2 separate regions of the Ovis aries genome follow, and region 2 is linked to region 1. A link is a contact called in public Hi-C data. All regions are on one chromosome and are shown on one strand. Each heading gives the region's core, a stretch centred on a gene start, on an enhancer-like site or on the middle of the called end of the contact. The rest is flanking DNA. Distances are from core to core; before and after follow the strand shown.

Region 1 (6,634 bases), core at 1,752-4,251:
GTGTTAGGCATTTTTAGTGAAGAACATTCTAGAGTGAATGTTTTACACCAGCAGCCAATAAGTTTCAGATGGTTTATAAGTGGCAGAAGGTCCAAAGCTAAAATGGAATTTTCTGTGACAACCTACAAATAACAGTTAACATATGCCTAAGTTACAGGCAACAGCAGGAGTCCATTGTAAAGTCAAGTAGTGAGTAAGAAAGGCTGTAAATTAATGAGTAAAAAACTTTTTATCCAAATTCTTAGCAAAAAATTTAAGTACTTAAAGAGCAAAACCATCTCAAATATTTTTAAAGAAATTACACTCATTGGAAACAAACAAAAAAGTGACTTTCAAAGTCAAAGTTTATACCCATCATGAATTTGATGTGTTAAAACCACAAATAAGGGTTAATGATTATATAAATTAATAAAAAACACAAATTCCTCAATTACTTTAGAGAATTTAATATTTGATTCACACTTGCCATTGAAGTTTCATCTAGATGTGTTCCTAGTTTCATTATTTGCTTTTTTGGTCATATTTCTTGGTCAAGATATTTCTTGACGCTACTGATAAAGTCACTCAAACGTTTTCAAATTTTCTTTGTTCAAATCTGATATTATCTTGCATTTCATTTAGTTCTTTCAGCTGGGGTTTCACAAACTGTTATTAGAGCTTTGAATTTACTTTTATTTAGAGAATCAGCACTGCAGTAGGGACTAGGTGAATGGACCATGTCATGATACTTGCCTAAACTGCCCTGAGTGTCATCATGCCCACATTACCAAACTTAAAGAGTTATACGTCTGAAATGAAATATGTGAAAGGTTTTTTAATTTTTTGTCAACAACATCTTCTCTTTTTAATTTTCAAAATTCTTTTTAGTGTGAAAGCTTTTAAATCAAGATAGTATGGTGTTAGCAATGATGGTAGCAGTAAGTTGAAATTTGACAAGAAATTCTGCTCCAAACAATAACCATGATCATAGAATCTACCTAGTTCTACAAATGTAAGCTATTGCTTACATAAATTATCTTACTGCACTACCTGCTGTAGCATAGAAATCAGTGATTTTGTTATCATGAATATTTGTGCCTGTTTTTCTGTTTTAGGCTGGTTTGTTTTCATTTTACTAACAGGCACAGAGTGGTATAGTAAAAGAAAAACTCTGTGTATTTCCTTGTGCCTTGTATTTTATTCAACACTTAACAAGTAAGATTAGTAAAGTTAATTAGGATAGCATAAATAAAAAATAATCTGCATTTTCCTAATTTTATAAGCAATAAAATGCACTGTGTCAATTCTTTTGAAGAAACCTATTCCGCTATTTTTAAATGCTTCAGAAATAAATATATTGCTATAGAAATGTGCTCAGCAATAAAATAGACATAACCAATTAGAAAATGTAATTTTGGAGTAACTTGGAGTCTAGGATGGTCCAGCCATTCATACAGACTACCTTGAGAAAAGAGACAGTCAATGTTTGCCAAGTTTTATGAATCTTTGATTTATGTTCCCAAACTGTAAATCTTCAAATCTCTTAGAACCCCAATTTTAAGAAAGAATTCACATCACCCCCATCCTCTCCAAATGGTCTAATTCATTTAGCTGAAACAAAGTGAAATTCTGAGAAAGAAAATAATGACCAGGACTCTCCGGAAGTAAAAAAAGAAGCTGAAGCTAGCATGTGTTTCGCTGTCATAAGGTCACTCTCTGGGCTGTGTATACTCTGGATCCTTTTCAGACCTCATGGAAGTTAATTTTAGTCTTACAGAAGGAACAGAGAGAAGCAGACTGCTATCTTTGCTGAAAATGTCAGGGCTAAGCTTATGTCCAGCCTTACCTTTCCAATCTCCTGTGCATTGTCAGAGAGAAGGAAGCACTGCTTGTCCAGGAAGAGTCCTTTGGTGCATCTGCTTGCTTGGGTTTTGGTGGGTGTGTTTGGGGCAGCCCCGGGGCCAGCAGCTGCAAGCTTCTTTGTCCCCCAGAGTGTCAGAGTCTGGTAGAAGAGACAGATTGCCACCACCAAGCCCACCAAGAAGGGCCGGGAGCAAAATCGCCGACGACAGAGGAACATTAGACGACAGATCATGACCAGTTTCACTTCACTTGGCCCCTGTCCACGTTGCCGAAAAAGTCATAGCAGCTATTTTTTGTCAGCATGAAAAAAACCAAACTGTCTTCTTTTTCCACAACTTTAAATCACATCAAGATAGCGCCATCTCCACTTAAAAACTTTCCGAAGCGTCCTGCCAAAGAATCATAGATCCCAAAAGCCTGAGGCGGTTAGTAAGAGCCCTTCCATGGAGGACAGTAAAAAGTGGCCGGCCTGACTTTGAAAAAAAAAAAAAAAAAGACATCAAAATAATAATAGTTGTAACTAAGAACCTGAGCGTACCCTAGGCTGCCAAACTGTTGCTTCTGGTAATGTCTTATTTTTCACAACATCCTTAAACTCAGTAAAAGCTTCACAGGAAAAGAAAAGCAACACTAACTAAAGTAAATCTGGAGGCTAAAAACAGCCGCGGAGAACGCAATAGGTTTAAACCAAAGTGCCTGTTGCACAGCTGGAAGCAGGCCAACTCGCCTTAACAGTTCCTCACTTTTCCTCCGGTTTTAAAGCAGTCCCGTTTTCAGTCTTTCGTGGTTCTTAACTGTTTCTTTCCCTTCATTCCGTTTTAAATTGCCACTTTCCTCTAAGCCTTCAAGGCTTTTGACAGAAAAAGGAAATACACGGTCTGAAGGGGCATGGTTATCATCACCCGCAGGGTTTGGCTTGTATTTGTTTCATTCCGTTTCAAGTTCAAAGTTCTCTGTACTTACTCAGTTTTCATCCTTTTAGTCAGGAAAAAAAAAAAGTTTCCATGATCCCCTAATGGATGGCTGATTAAAACCACTCGGAAGGAAACACCCAGTCGTATGATTCCAATTCATCTCCCACCCACGGACACACGCGCGCACAGACAACACAGACCCGCACGCGCGCGCTGGCCGCGCTCGAGGCTAGGATCCTGGAGCCGGAGGAGCGGGGAGCCCGGCCCGCGGGGAGCCAGCCCCCGGCCGGAGAGAAGGCGGGGCTAAGGCCCGGGCTCCCCGGTCCCGGGCTGGGGTGGGAGGGTTGGGGGGCGGCCGGAGCGCTCTATGAGTCCTGCATCTGAGACGCCTGGCTTCCCCAGACTGGAAGCAACGTTGCTCATTTCCCCCTGAAATGTGGCTGATCACCCAGAGCTGCAGAATTTTAAATATATATTTTATGTCTATCCCCTTATGTAATTTCTTTTCCCTAATCCAGCACTGAAAAAACAAGTAGGCTTTCATCAACTGATGACAAAGGTCGAGGGGAAGTGTAAAGCAGACTCGGTGCGTGAGTTGAGAGGATCTTCACTTGAGGGAACTGCGGTCACCGCTATGGGGATAAGAGGGTCACGGGGACTTTCTGGACCTCAGCACATTGAAGTCTGTTTTATGCACTGATTTCACCGGAAATGATCTATGATCTTTTTTTCTACTCTGAACCCAACTCCTATCACATCATTATTCCTCTCCTGGACTAAACTGAATCTTTAATTGCCTGACACTGGGTTCCCCCAAGGACTGGATTGTAGCTGACATTGGTAACTTTGGCTCAGCAGAAAGGGGTACACAGCGGGTTTTGTCTAGAAGTCAACTCAGTCTAATGCTATACAGAGTGCCACCAGGAACCCTTAGCAGGGCAAGTCTGCAGACTCCATCCACTTGTGCTGAGTCAGCTGAGGACATGCCAAGGAGAAAGCAAACTGTCTAGTACCTGCTGCTCACCTCTCTGGATACCCAGGACGGGCTTAGGCTCATAGCAGACATTCTTCCATGGCTCCTCTAAATAGGTTTTTGTGACCTGTTTCTGACCCAAACTTGGTCCTGTGAGCTGAGGTTCTCCTGTGAGGCCACACCCCTTAAGTGATCCCATCCCTTCAGGCACGCTCCTGTCACTTATATTTTGTGAGACGGAGCGCCCCCTACGGGTGCCTCGCTATTATAGATTCAGAGATTAGGGCGTCTTCTAGCTTGCTGAGACCAATACTTGAACACCTTAAAGCTTCAAAGAACAAGCATTCACGCTAAAGCTAGATTTACCTCGGACCCTTGCATATATCCCCTCCAGTGTGTTTAATATTGCTTGATTTATAGATTCAGAATCCTCAATCCCATGACAAATGAAGGCACAGAGGAAAAGGAAGTGGCATTCGACTTTCAGAAGCCAAGGAAGTATGAAGAGGGAACAGCTAAACAGCAGAGTTGGAAGATATAGTTTTGGTACATTCAGTGTAATTGAGAGACAGTAGGAGTTATGAGATCTCTAAATTGGAATTGTCCCTGTGTTGATGTGATCCAAGGTGAGACCAAGTTCTTCACTAGATGAAAAGGAGCGGACATGTATTTCTATCAAGGCAAAAAGTCTGAAGACTGAGTATGAGGAGCCTGAAGTGTTCTTTTGCTGCTGTTATTTTGCTGTTGCTGCTGCTAAGTCACTTCAGTCATGTCCGACTCTGTGCGACCCCACAGACAGCAGCCCACCAGGCTCCTCTGTCCCTGGAATTCTCCAGGCAAGAACATTGTTGTTTTGGGGCATCATTAAATTGTTGAGTACAGGCTATGAGAGAAAGCACAAACCAGATGCTAAAATCATATTGTCTTTGAGCTGGGAGAAGTGAAAGACAACAGCATAGTTAATTTCACAGCTAAACTTCAAATAACAGGAATCAAAAAGAAGAGGGCAAATTAGTGTTTTAGAAATGATACCGGCAGATTGAAAAACCCAATTTTCCATTTTAACCACTGAGTCTGAGGGAGTGAGAGAGACAGTAAATAAAACAGTATCTGCAGAAATGAGAAAAGGGATTGTTAAGAGTGGAACAGTAGGAAGAAGAGGTGGAAAAAACAATACACATAGACTAGGGAGTCCATTGACAACATTTGAGGTAGCCCCAATCTGGATAGAATCATGGCACCGCCTCTTATCACTGGTTTTAAACAAGTGCTTTGTGAAATGAAGATAATATTAGTGCTTCCTTTGAAGTGTTGTTGGAGTGACTAGATGACAGAATGTATGAGTTCTGTACACATGTGTTGGAAGAATGCACGCTGTTAGGTCGTTGATCCTGGGGCTGAGTTTAGGATCTGTTTTGGTGGCAGATACATGAACAGATAATTATAAAATAATGGGCCTCTTGGAGAAGCCTCCAAAGCAAACATGAGCACTTGGTATTAGTCCTCTTTCCTTTATTCTGTGAAGTGGGGTTGGGTGGTCAATGCTAGTTTGGGAAAATGAGAGCAAGTGTGGGATGGGAGTGAGTAGAAGGTGGAGGCTACACGTGGGAGGTATCGATGCCCTAGGTGCGATGGAAGGTGAAGTAGCATGTGTTAGAGTTTGGAAGCATCAGAACAGGGAACAGTAAAGACAGAGAGTAAATTGGTTCAGTGAGAACAGTAGAAGGGTAATACACAGAAGCCATATATGAACCTGTGGATTCTGGCAGTGTTTCAGATTGAATGTTCTTGTGCATACAATTTCATAAAGTACCTCTTCTCCTAAATCATTTCAGTATTCAAGGGCCTGTATTTAAGCAGCATTAACCTGGGCCAATAGAGTGACAGGTCTTTTAGAATTCTATAAACTCAAGGTTGGACAAGCAATCTTCCTCTTTAAAATTCTCCAACACAAAAGATCCTCTTCTATCAAACATATGGTTTGGAAACGGAGGTGAAGGGGGAGGTTAAATTTAATAGCTGTTGTTTGAAAAAGTTACTTTAAAAATTGTTTTATTTTGTAAGCTAGAGAAATAAAGCTATCTCTAATAGAGAAGGTTCCAGTATCTGATCAGGAACTTTGGCAAAGTCATTTCTCTCTTTGAGTGTCAGCTTAGTCATAAAACACGGACTTCAGTGACCAAGCTCAAAGGTCACCTAAGGCTCCAAGGTTGTGCTCATAGGGATATATTTTTGACATGGATTTCCTCTCTGTTGTATCCTGATAAGAAGAGGAAATCTTCAGATTCTGGGCCCTCTTGGCTTCCTGCAAGGCTTTCTCGTTCAAGAAGGCTCCTGACTACTATGATGTAATATCCAGCTATACATACTAGTGGTGATGCTGTGAGTTAAGTTCTGGGGGTGCTGTCAGCCACACCTGAGTACTCACTTTCCAGTACCTCCGCCCTAGAGGATTTGTCTGACCTCTTCCTAGCTCCTACCACCTCTCTTCTAATACTAACTATGGAACTTGCCCCATACGCTCCAAATGTAACAGGATGCTTTTAAATCATGAACTACATATTTAATCTTTACTATGTAAAACATCATTCCAGGTGATGTGGAAAACAGAAAACATACGATAAATACCATAAATGACTAAAATAAACACAATGGCAAATTGGTCACGATAGGGTGACTTCTGTAAAAAGTAACCATGAAATCTCAGTGGCTTGAGGAAACAGAAGCTCATTTTGCACTCATATCATTTTCCAGTGTCAGTTTCTATTAAGGGGCTTCCCTGGTGGCTCAGAGGCTAAAGCGTCTGCCCGCAATGCGGGAGACCCTGGTTCGATCCCTGGGTTGGGAAGATCCCCTGGAGAAGGAAATGGCAATCCACTCCAGTATTCTTGCCTGGAGAATCCCA
Region 2 (6,634 bases), core at 2,090-4,589, 130 kb before region 1:
AGACTCATTTAACCCATAGGAAACTAGTCCTATTTTTCAGATAGAGAAAGTGGTTCAGAGAGATCCAAAGACTGGCCTGAGTTCACAGAGTTGGTTTAAGAATCGTCTTACTGCACATCCATTCTTAGGCCCCTAGAGGTCATGCTTTGGGGTTTTTCTTTTTAGTTCTGTAGATCCAGCAGTATAGACCCAGTACTAAGGATTTGTTTCTCTCTCCTTTAGAGTAAAAATGCAACTGGATATATGCTTCTCATTCAGCCTGAAAGATGTCATCATTGTCCTATTCATATTTTTAAATCACATTTCTTTTTTAACAGTAACTCCCAGAAAGCATGAAAATGTAACACATTTCCTCAGCATAATGTTTTTCTTCCGTGACTTCTGAGTTTAGTGTGATAATTTCACTCTCTGTTACTTGAGGACATATTCTTTGTGTAGATGATTTGGGTAATCAAGTATGTGGAAAAATCCTCCTGCCTTCCAAATACATCTGGAATCAAATTTCTGGTAGAAATCATTTTGGAACAGTAGTTTTTTTTAAACAGGTAAAGGAGACTGATGGCTGGAACTATTGGATTCTGGAAGACTATAGACACCAGGCATCAGGAAACTGGTTTAGCGGGGGACACAACCACGTATAGATACATAAGCTACAATACTTTGGCCACCTGATGCAAAGAGCCGACTCACTGGAAAACACCTTGATGCTGGGAAATACTGGAGGCAAAAGGAGAAGAAGATGAGACGGTCAGATAGCCTCATGGACTCAATGGACATGAGTCTGAGCAAACTCCAGGAGATAGTGAAGGACAGGGAGCCTGGTATGCTGCAGTGCTTGGGGCTGCAAAGACTCGGACAGGACTTAATGACTGAAGAGCAACAACAACAAATATGCAGGGATAGCTGGAATTCCTCTCTTGTTGCCCCTTTCTCCAAATGGTAAAACTTGCTTCACAGAGGTTTTACTAACTAGGTTTAAGTACAGAGGTGAGAGAGAGAGGACAAGCTGTTATGAGAGAGAGGATAGAGTGAGGGGTGTGGGGACGCTCCATGTCAGGAAATGAGGAAGTCAGAGAATGATTGCTTTACTGGAAGATGCTCAAAGAGAACTTAAAAAAGCAAACAAATAGTCTGTATATTATAGTACGTATAGAATATAGCATATGTGCAGAATCTTGAGAAAGAATCCATCTTCATCTGCCTCAGCAACGTTCAGAGAAATGAAAGATAAACTTTCAGTTCCGCCTCACGATACTAGGTCATCTATATAATTCAAAGAAATTCAGGTTAAAAACCAATCTGAGGTTCAAGTTGAAATCAAATAGCAGTACACAAAAAGATACGCAGATAAAAATAATGTGCTCTCAAATGCTCAGTTGAAAGTGCTAGTGACAATGTTACAGTAATTTTTTTTTAAATTGTGTATTGCAAAATCTTCTTAAATGGAAAACAATCTCCTGTAACTTACAAATGTTGATATTCCAAATAATTGTGTGACCTAGGCAATTTAAATTGCACTGAAGATTTACCACCATTCAGAATCTCTACTTAACAATATATCCTGACCACCGCAACCTGGATCATCAAATGATTTTTAAAGAAAAAATATGTATAATCCAGTGAAAGAAAATGGTCGAAGATTTGCTATCCAAGTACAGTATTTTTGCCTTCTCTTTTTCCTTCACTGTTGGATAGTGCAGGAAATACCTACAAAGACCACTTGGGGGCAATACAGTATTTTTGTTTTGCCTCATCACATAGCAATGTAGGTTTCTGAGAAGACTGCGGTTTCTTTCAAATTTGAAGCCACATTTTAATATATGGAAGGGAAAAGGCTGTATTTCATCTTAAACTTACAATGCATAAATCACATAAGACAAATGCAAGTCAGATTTTCTCCTGAAGGGAGCAAAAGCCTGGCTTCCTTTAGCAGACAAATCAGTCTTACCTAGTTGGCACATCTGGGAATATTTTGTATCTAGTTTGTCACAGCCTTAGAGATACATCTCAACGAATAAAGGAAATTGTTAATAGAAATGTTTAAAATGACAAACATGCAATAATCTTCAGAACATACTGGTGCAAAGCTATTTTGTTTCTCTACCTAATGTGAAAATGTAAATATCACCTGTCTTCTCCACTAGGTATATGTTTTAGAATAAACTTAGGCATTAAAGTAATTAAATTTTAGTGATATTTGCTGTCATTGTCTTTACTATCATTAGTTTGCATTCACATCACATTTTGTAAAGAGGTTATTACTGATTATTCTTTTCAACAATTTGATGAGTGGAGTCTCTATTCCAAGCCATTTCTCTCCCTTCTGCCTGCTGAGTATTAAGTATTGTGTCAAGTACTGAAGGTTTTTTTTTTTAATCAAAAGTAAACAGAATCTCTTCTTTCAAGAATTTTGCATGTATTTAGGCAAGTAAATTTTTTTGCTTAGTTTTTGTTCTCTTGATTCTTTCACTTTACCTGATTTTTTTTTCCTCCCAATATATTTTCTTGCCCTCAGAAGATCCTGAACATTACCACAGGGATGCAAAACTCAGGTGAGCCTTGTTGTCCAAGTCTAGGAATCAAAGTTATGAAATTAAATTTAGCAAGTCTCTTGGTGCCTTCTCAGAAACGGAAAAACTCAGGAAGATGGCAGAGTTTTGCCTTGATTTGTGGGTCCATTACCCAAAGATTCACCTTAACAAATCTTTAACATCTGGAGGTTAGTGAAGGAAGAGACTGGGCTTCCCAGATGGCACTAGTGGTAAAGAACCTGCTTTCCAGTGCAGGAGACATAAGACCCGCGAGTTTGATCCCTGGGTCGGGAAGATCCCCTGGAGGAGATCCCCATGACAACCCACTCCCTTATTCTTGCCTGAAGAATCTCATGACAGGAAGCCTGGAGGAGTAGTCCATAGGGTCGCAAAGTCGGACACGACTAGTGACTTAACATGCACAGACCCACGAAGGAAGAGATTATGGTGCCTCTGTCTTTGAATATCTTCCTGGCTTAGCTAGCTCACCTATTGAAGAAATAATGAGAAACTGAAAAATTAAAATGGTGTTCTCTGTGGATGCTTAAACTGCTTTAGAACATTACTTACAAGAGACCTCATTTTTCAAGCTCATTTTTTATTCTAAACACTTGTTTGTTTGTTTTTTATAATCTTCTGATCAGCGAAGTGTAACAGAAATCAAGGCAATACATCTGTATGGGATAATGACAGAAAGAGGACGAGCCTTCACAGACTAACTTACAAGAGCTTCTATGATGTCCACAGGCCATGGACTTCTATTGGTCTTTGCAAATCCTGGACGTCTTCCTCATTCCCACCCAGATGTCCACTAGATGGCGCCAGGGAGAAGTGCGTTTTGAATAAGACAGGCAAAGGGCTGTAAGGTGGAAAGTGAAGAGAAGTGAAGTGAAAGCCGCTCAGTCGTGTCCGACTCTTTGCGACCCCACGGACTATACAGTCCATGGAATTCTCCAAGCTAGAATACTGGAGTGGATAGCCTTTCCCTTCTCCAGGGGATCTTCCCAACCCAGGGATCGAGCACAGGTCTCCCGCATTGCAGGCGGATTCTTTACTAGCTGAGCCACAGGGAGCAGGCAAAAGTCCTAAATCCCCAAATACCACCGACATCTTCCATCTCTTAAGCTTCCTAAATGCATTCACTTACCTCACCTGATCTCACACCGAAGTCCCTGAATATCGGTTAACCTCCCATTTTTCTGGATAGATAATTGACACTTGTCCATTGTTGTTTTTTTTTTTTTTTGCATTGAAATAATAATTAGCAAAGTATTCATTAAGATTAGATTTCACCTTTATGTTGTCACTACAATGAATATATAATTATGTGCCCATATCAGATAATCATATCAGTTCACTACATCAGTTCAGAAGAGATAACAATTAACAGAGATGGTTTATATAAATTCATTGTATTTATTCTCTGTTGTAGAATCTACTCTTAAATATTTCTTCAAATTTCAGTTTTTAGCAAGTTACAATTAATAAGATACCTTTAGTAAAAATGGTAATGATAGACAATCATTCATCGACTAATATTTTTTGTGCACCTGGCACTCTCCAGAGTTTGCCTACAGTTCTGAAAGCTTAGGGTCATATGTTTAAATGGTCATTTTGGATCAAGTAAATGTGACCATAATTAATGAATACTTTTCTTCCTATTTAGGCTAATAATCCAGATTCCATAAAAGAATAAATGAATGAATGTACAGAATTACTTGAAAGCTTTTATGGGACAAGGTGGAAATGAATGAGTGAATGAAAGAAATGAAATGAAAGTTTTCAGCACAAGAGATAAAGCTGCCTTCACCACACCAATGCCATTAACAGCATAACATTGCTTTGCATTTAGGCACTTTAAAATCCTGTGCAAAATAATCATTCTTTTTCTAGAGCAAACAGATCTGAAATAGTATTTAACATCAGTGTAGGTTGATAAGCGTTAATTTTGCAATTATTATTTGGGTTTTATTGTAATTCAGCTCTAGTCACACATGTTTTTAATTTTATGCTGGTTATCTATAATTCCTATTTATATAAAATCATACTTAAAAATGAACACCCTGATGCAATTTTAAAATTTAATCCAAGCAAGAGTAGACTAAGTAATACATCAGCTCGTTTCACAAACTCCCAGAAGCAGGGTTTTATTCACATTCTTCCTACAGCTGACATAAATCTCCCAGGCCTACAGAAGAGCCAGATGCTCAGTGAAAAAGTCTTTTACAAGGTCTGTTCCATAGTCTGCAGTCTTAGACGTAAAATGAAAATCAGAAGAACACTTCCTCAAGTTGAAAAACTGTATTGTAACTTGATACCTGCTTCCAAAGATATTACTCATTTTTACCTTGGGAATATATGAGCTATCTCATCTGACATTATGAAAGGCACAGCATAAATATCAACGACAAATGAGGCTAACTTCATCCCTGCAACTGTGTCGTTTCCAAAATTGAATAAGAGATATATGCATCCATGAAAAGGGGTCCTTGTAAATAACAACATGCCCCTATTTGCCAAGGTTCACTCTCCCCTCTGTACACATCTGCTGATTCCATCGATGTGAGAGGGAACCGGAAATGGAAGAATGGTCCCCCGAAGGCCAATGCAGCGGGGATAGACAGCTGGTGATTTAGAGACTGGGCACGAGCTTGCTTTAACTTTGGTTTACATTGGAGATGATTCTCATAGATACTGACTTGAGCAAAGCCAGCAATGTCCTGTGTTTTCCCATTTTTATCAAAGTGGCCTTGCCTAGAAATTCAGATGATGACATCTATTACATTTACTGGAAGGCACACAGGGGCTGAATTAAAACAGTTAGGGAGAAAATAGCCTTGAGCAATTTCTTCACATGGTTAAACATTTTTAAATGATTGCTGATGGAATTCATTCCAAGTTTGTATCAAGAGCTGATTACATTCAAGGAATTATCCTCATGTAACTTTTGAATACCAAATATCAACAAAAGAACATCTTCGAATATGGAACTGCAGATCGAAACAGGAATTTATTTAAATTATGTCTCAGCTAGACAAAATAAGGCTTCGGCTAAGTCTTCTTCCAGAAATCATAAGTCACTCCAGCAATACATTTTCATCAAAGCAGTCAGCTATGATCACAGGTATAAAGAATCTCCAGACATCATAAAGAAGTTACAGATAAGAGTTTCCTCTCTGTTGGATAACTTTACAGTGGATGAAGGGATAATTGTGTCTTTTCACTCTAAAAACCAAATTTAAATTTCTTGCAGTTCATCTATACGACCTGTGTTTAAAGACAGCCATGGGTGTTTTTGACTGAAAGTTTTGGTTAGAATGGCTGTGGAAGAGTTTGACTGGTCAATTCATAGGTATAACTGGAGTGTTTTATCATTGAATTGAGAGGTTTTTTTTCAGGGAAGAAATTTCTGAATAAAATATAGCTTGAAGTTGGATTTATTCACCAGGAAAATGACATTGCCTTAACAGCAGCAAAAATAGTTGTTTTAAAACTGGATCATAGGATATAGTAATCAAATCTTGCATTTGCCATTAATTTTCTTACCCTTTTTCATCCTCCCCTGGTATATTTGAACAGTCTTTGGAAATCTCAAACACTTATATTTTAAATTATTCTTTTGTACAGAAAGAATTTTAGAAAAATTTAGTTTATAAAGCTTCTACTTCCATTATTTCTCAAATTTGCATTGATGATATTTTTCAACTCTCTCTAAAGCTTTACCACATAGAGTATCTCAGCAGCAGACCTAATTGGAAATAAATGAGCTCACAGTTAAATCTGTTACTGCTTTCATACTCCTTTAGCTGCCAGAATGTTCTATAAATGGCCACTGATAACCAGTTTAGTGGGCTTGCTTCACTGCCCAATGCATAAATCACTAATGATTCAGCCCTAGGATTCAGGACTCAGTACACAAACACACAAATTATGTCTTGTGGAATTTTAAGAATAGTATTTAATAAAACATTGGTATCACCTGGTTGGGCTTCCCTAGTAGCTCAATCGCTAAAGAATCTGCCTACAATACAGGAGACCTGGGTTCAATCCCTGGGTCCAAAAGATCCCCTGGAGAAGGGAATGGCAATCCACTCCAGTTTCCT

Evidence for each region. Hi-C and Micro-C count contacts between places; a contact is called where the count stands out from the background.
Region 2: a Hi-C map of liver shows a contact between it and region 1, with 6 times the contacts expected there. The contact joins the enhancer-like site here to the promoter of CPED1 in region 1. A contact is called at or near these places in 12 of 16 Hi-C or Micro-C datasets (blood, hypothalamus, liver and 7 more).

Annotation. Positions count from the first base shown.
Region 1 is chr4:87,107,411-87,114,044 of ARS-UI_Ramb_v3.0, reverse strand. It overlaps CPED1 (cadherin like and PC-esterase domain containing 1), which reads right to left and starts at 3,001. Exons shown (of 19, transcript XM_060414813.1): 1 at 1,826-3,001. The coding sequence starts at 2,074.
Region 2 is chr4:87,239,551-87,246,184 of ARS-UI_Ramb_v3.0, reverse strand. All of the region lies in intron 6 of CPED1 (cadherin like and PC-esterase domain containing 1), which reads right to left. Among named protein-coding and RNA genes, the nearest start is that of CPED1, 130 kb to the right of the region's middle. Within about 2 kb of position 3,339, at least 1 of the 54 cell types and tissues checked has an H3K27ac peak or open chromatin away from gene starts, as enhancers often do. A contact at or near this core is called in liver, where this site is marked.